Regions from separate parts of the Sus scrofa genome. Here region 2 is linked to region 1. The links are chromatin contacts, called in public HiChIP or PLAC-seq maps. All regions are on one chromosome and are shown on one strand. The core of a region is the stretch at or near the end of the contact, and the rest is flanking DNA. Distances in the headings are between cores, read along the strand shown.

Region 1 (3,023 bases), core at 179-2,678:
GTTTTCCAGTGAGTGACTTCCTGGAGTCACTCTGCTGAAAAAGACTGACAGCTGGAGTTCCCTGTTGGCTCAGCAGGTTAAGGATCTGGTGTTGTCAACTGTAGTGGCTGAGGTTGCTGCTGTGGCAAAAATTTAGTCCCTGGAACTCCTGCATGCCATGGGCATAGCCAAAAAAAAAAAAAAAAAAAAGCTGACAATAGTGTGTTGCATCTGAAGGATGGAAACCACCATTTGTGATGTATTACATGGGACTAATAAATAGGACAGAAAGAGAAAAATTAAATTTCACCACACCCTGTTCTGTCAATGACCTTTACACTCACTGCTTGTTTGGTTTTACTCTGCTTGGTCTCTATGGATTCTGAACTTCTTTTATTTCATAACAGCAACTCTGGGCTTTTGCGCTTCACTAAATTTCATTTTAAAAACCTCTTCTTTCTTAGACCTGATAATATAGATGCCACTCTTATGAGCACAACATTTAAAGAACATCAAATCCCCTAAATAATTTGTTTCTCTATCAGAGAAGGCAGCAGAGTTGCAGATGGTGTGTTCAGTGAGCCGAGAACTTAGGCTGAGAAGCTATTAATTCTCACAGCAGCTCTCCTACTATTTTATGGTCCCAGGAATTGATGTCATTCAGAGTCAGCTTCATACACTGTAAATCTATAAAATGAGAAAATAAAATTAACACTAGTATTTTAAGAATATTTACAGCACTATAAGTTTAGGCTATTGTATCAGTTATCTACTGCCATGTAACAAATTACCACAAATGCAGTGGCTCAAAACAATATGAGTGTATCATCTCAGTTTCTGTTGCTCAAAGAAGGTCTATGCACAGTTTATCTGGGTTCTCAGCTCGGGCCTCACCAGATTGAAAGGCATGGGCCACCGTAGAAATTGAAGTACTTGCCAAAGAAATAGTTTTTCCAAATGTTTATTACAGTAATCCCATAGCCGTCTCAAAAAGTTTCAGTCTCTTCCTTGGATAGAGTTGCAGCCAAAGAGAGCCACTCTAGTTTTTCCATTCCAATTACCTTCTGTTCACAAATATTTATTGAGTGGCTCTTATTTGCCCGTTAGAGGCACTGGAACTCTTAGGTGACTAGAGAACCTAATCCTAGGAAATGAAGGGTCCTGCAGTGAAGTGGATTTGGGGAGGGGTGCAAGAGGGACCAAGCCTGAATCATTTGAAAGGAGAAGGAAACTCGAGTTGTTGCCAGAATCCATTTGTCTTGAGAGAAACTTCCCTACTAGTGAGTAACTGGAAATTCTCTACAAATGATAGATTGCCTTGGGCAGCTGTTGTGTTGGGAGACGATGAAGCAGTCTGCCAAGGTCATCTGAGTTGACAAGGACTGTTCCAAGGCTGAAGGCTAACGTGAGATGCTTGGTGAAAGCCACAGTGCAAGGAGAATTTTATGACAGTGTTATAGTTGGAATGTATTGGAACGTGCACTGTGTTTACCAGCTCACGAGGGAGGTGATATTCTGAGTAGAGGACTTAAGGGTGAGGAAAGACTTTACTGAGCACAGTTATGCAGACAAAAGAAAAGTTTTAGGAAGCAGAACTGCTTGCTGAAAGCTTCAGTGAATTGGTGGTTCCACCTGATACCTTGGACTCTAGCAGAACCCTAGGGATTTTAACTGCTGACTCCCATCAGCCCTTGTGTCCTTGTCCAACCCATCCCCCTTTTCTCTAATTATGACTGGATTGATGACAGAATTGGGCATCTTTGGGGAGAGAGACCTAAGAATTGTTCTAGGATTCTGTCATGTCAGAGATTCTGTTCATGATTAAGGAGGTTGTGTCCCAAGGCTAGCAGTGTTTTGAACCTTGTGTCAGGAGTAATTTTAGAGCATGCTTGCTTCCAGAAGGGCTGGAAATGTGAAGCTGGGCTTGGTCCCCTGCAAGTTAGGGAAGAGAGTCTGTGGTGGCAGTTTGGGTAGAGCCACTGAAGAGTTGGTCCTTTGCTTAAAGGTGGGAGGTAGGAGTTGGGATGTTCAAGGAAGTTGAATTGGCAATGAACTGAACTTCAGCTGACTTCAGCTTGAATGTAAGGTTGCCTGGTAAATGGGTCTCAGAGGGCTCTCCAAGGTTAATGTCTTCTGTTCCACAAAATTACATGAAGTTTCCTGTTCTGTGGCCTTTCTAATAGTAATGGATCACCAGTAATGGATCTCATTTGGAAGGATGGTACTCTTCAAGATTTTACCTCCTTCAAGAGGCAGTCTCTAAGAGAGAATCTCAAGGGTGAATGACACTCAGTCTCTCAGATGGGAAAACATACCTTAGAAGATGTGGTTATGGTTGTCATGCACTATAAAGCCACACAGTGAGAGGAAATGTGGCTTATCCTGTGCAGCTCAAATAAGAATTTAAGAACTCTTCAGGAAGACTGCAGAGTTCAGGAAGATCAATGAGGAAAAAACCAAACTCAAGCAAATACAATTTGCTGAAGCGAATATCTAGAGTGGGCATGGGGAAAGGATAGGAAATCTGGCAGAGGCTAGAGAGGCAGACAAACCCAACTCCATTTTCCCCTAACTCTGAAGGCTATGATCTGGTTAAAATTTCAGGGACCTCTCAATACCAACTGCCACACACCCCCACACACGCACACCCCATCTTATCCCCATGCCACTGCCCTTGCCCTGCCATTCAGCCCACACCTGCCTGGCTCCCAACAGAGCCTCAGTTTCCTTTCTAGTCATAGGTCATTCGAACATGAATGCAAGGCAATTCAAAGATCACCAGAGAATTTGTATTTCTCTTAAAACGTCCCTCATAACATAAGTGCCCTGTTAATATAATCTTAGAAATAGTTTTCAAAGTTCATAAGGGTTGCAAAAGTTCGACTTGATCTGTTCACGTAGACACATGTGACTTCCCGGCTCCCCTTTCTCCTTCTATTTTTATCAGCTGTCCTACAGGAGATCAGCTTTCTTCACAGCATCTGATATAAATAACCTCAGTTCTCTCAGTGTGATCTGCTCAAGATTTCCAGGTAGTTCATGGC
Region 2 (2,887 bases), core at 227-2,726, 110 kb after region 1:
ATCTGAATTTGGTAGCCTAAAAATTACAGCTGGAAATATCAAATATTAAAATTCATATTGCACACATATAAGTATTGTGGGTTATAAGTAAACAAAGTGTGAATTTTGTTTCAGTCACCACCTTCTCCTACCAGGGGCCTGATGGCCACCTGGGAGCCGCAGTCTATGTATCCGTCCACTGCAGAAGGGCTGCAGCCTCCCCCCACAAGTAGCACAGTCAGTCACCCAAATGTCAACACTGGGTCCACATTCTGCCTCCTGTGTTTGTAAATGCTTGTATCTCAATACATCATTCTCCTCCCATGTGCTTTACTTTTACCTACACTTTCCTTACTCCTGTGCCCTTTCCCTTGTCCTTGACACCTGCTTGAGATGCAGCCAGCACTCTGGCCTTGCCTCTGCCCCTGGGGGCTGCTTGCAGTGCTGCTCCACTCTCAGTGCTACTTTTTATAATCAATAAAGTAGTGATAGACCATCGGTCCTACTCAGAATACAAAACTACTTAGTGCACATAGATAATAAATTACAAGGTATTACCCTTAGCAGCCTTAGTAACTTAAAGCCAATTCCAGAATACCAAACTCTTTCCCCAGAAGGCATGTTTGCTCACTGCAGAAATCCGGGTCAGAATCTGACCTTGGTTAAGCCACTTGTTGTTTCATTATCTGTTTTTTTCCTAAGGTGTTAGCTTGTTTATTTGCAAAAATAACCCGATAGTCTCACAAGGTAACATTTATTAAACATTAAATGCTAGCAGTAGCCAAAGCTTTCTATCAATAATAATAACTATACCTATACATAATTTAGCTACACATACACACAGAGTCCCAAACGTCTTTGTGAAGTTTTAGGCATAACTAACTTAGAAATATAAATGCTGCAGAAAACCTCATTTGAAAATTTAATTACTTAGATTTATTTTTCATTTATTTATTTTTATAAATTTTGAATGGTAAAATTCTAGTTTTGATTTTTTTTCTGTTTCAGATTTTTGATACCTTCAGTGAAAGGATCTGACATGTATTCCATGTAAATGGAAAAAATACGGTACTAAGAGTTACACAGAGCTTTTCCACACCTGAATCAATATTTGACCATTATTTCAGTTAGCAGCTAATAAAGTGTCAGCTCTTTGGAGAACCACTCATGAGAATGTGTCATGCCTTTGATCCAGGAAACACATTGCTTCTACCTTTAGGGTCTCCATTACCTTTCTTATTCTCCTTTGTGAAATCCTTACAGCATCTTTGGAGGTGAACCTCATAACCCTTTCTTTGTAGCTGAGGAACCTGAAAGCTAAAGTAGTGAAGTGCCTTTACGTTGAAACTCACAAGTTGTCTGTGCAAACCTGGACTGAATCCCAAATGCTCTGGTTCTGAATCTCAAGTTCGTTCATGGCACCATGTTGTCACTCTCCTTCCTGTGTACAGACTCCTCTGTTGTTCAAGTGCAAGATCTGTCTAAAAGTCATCATGTAAAGGGATACTGAAGAACAGTCTTGGACAAAATACAGAAAAATAATAGGCAGGCTATCTCATAGATATACTATTCCTCATCCACCATAATTAAAGGGATCAAGTGGAATTAGTAGATTGACTACAAAATCCTGAACCTGTTTCAGGGTCACACAATGGTCCTGTCACAACCTTACTCCATGTAAGATACAGTGCATTATCTCTTTGACAGGCTAATCCCCATGCTGAGTTCTTTTGATCATAAGGGATCCTGGACAGGATGTTTTCCCATCCAGAAAACCAGCACTACTGGGATACCAGCTGGAGACCTGTCATGAAAACATGGCCCCAATCCCAAAGCCAAGAGTATGTTGAAATTAGGACATATCATTTACTTAGTTTTTGGCTACATACTTTATAACTGACAACTGGAGATTACTAATAATGTATTTTAAGCATATGTACCCTCATCCAGGAGGATTCCAAGTCATCATATCAGTCTGGAGCAGTCATTAACTCCCTGACTGTGGGGAGTTTTGAAGTCTCCAGAATCTTTAAGATGGGGCAATAGAAAAAGAAAGGCTGTTTTTCTACAGAGACGGGCTGCTGTATACAGCTCTTCTGTGTGTGTGAATGGAAAAAGCACATTTTAAGTGAAAGAATGAAAGCTAGGGTTTCTAACCATGGGAACCAAACAAAAATTATGAATTGAAGATCTAAACCCAGTTATCCACTCCTTTACCTGAGACCATATTGCCAGTGTCAACTCCCCGGAAGACTGATGATAACAAACATTTTACTGAACATATACTATATCCTGGGAGCTTTATGCAACATCATCTTAATTAATTATTTCAATGGTGCTTCAAAATAGCTGTCTTTAACCTTGTTTCGTTAAGTCAGAGTACTAGGACTCAGATAAGTTGGCTAACTTGGCACAACGTCACATGGTATAAAATGACAGTCAGGACGTTTTGCACATTTACAAACTTTTGCAAACTTTTACAAACATCTGCAGCCTTGTAATGCTGCCTAAGTGCTTCCCCACCATGGCATTACTCCTTCCTCCACTTTGTTTCATTAACCTCCTCCTTGGGCCTCTTCTAGGAGGATCTTAGTCTCATCTATTTAAAAAAAGAGCCAAAAAAGATGATACCAATATGTAGATGTAAACTATCACATTTGGAATGGATGAGCAATGAGGTCCAACTGTATAGCACAGGGAATTATATCCAGTTTCTTGGGATAGATTGTGATGGAAGATAATATAAGAAAGGGAATGTGTATATGCATATATACATGACTGGGTCACTTTGCTGTACAGCAGAAATTGGCACCACATTGTAAATCAACTATACTTTAATAAAAAATAAATAAATAAATTCAAAAAAAAAAACGAAAACAAAAAACAAGACACACAGATAGGCCTCCAA

The links. HiChIP or PLAC-seq counts read pairs in DNA pulled down with a chosen protein or histone mark.
Region 2: an H3K27ac HiChIP or PLAC-seq map of skeletal muscle shows a contact between it and region 1. The contact joins two enhancer-like sites. A contact is called at or near these places in 3 of 47 Hi-C or Micro-C datasets (psoas muscle and skeletal muscle) and 1 of 2 datasets of contacts at active chromatin or transcription factors (skeletal muscle).

The regions. Positions count from the first base shown.
Region 1 is chr1:52,541,188-52,544,210 of Sscrofa11.1, forward strand. All of the region lies in intron 1 of KCNQ5 (potassium voltage-gated channel subfamily KQT member 5), which reads left to right. Among named protein-coding and RNA genes, the nearest start is that of KCNQ5, 110 kb to the left of the region's middle. Within about 2 kb of position 1,429, at least 5 of the 83 cell types and tissues checked have an H3K27ac peak or open chromatin away from gene starts, as enhancers often do. A contact at or near this core is called in skeletal muscle, where this site is marked.
Region 2 is chr1:52,654,670-52,657,556 of Sscrofa11.1, forward strand. All of the region lies in intron 1 of KCNQ5 (potassium voltage-gated channel subfamily KQT member 5), which reads left to right. Among named protein-coding and RNA genes, the nearest start is that of KCNQ5, 220 kb to the left of the region's middle. Within about 2 kb of position 1,477, at least 1 of the 83 cell types and tissues checked has an H3K27ac peak or open chromatin away from gene starts, as enhancers often do. A contact at or near this core is called in skeletal muscle, where this site is marked.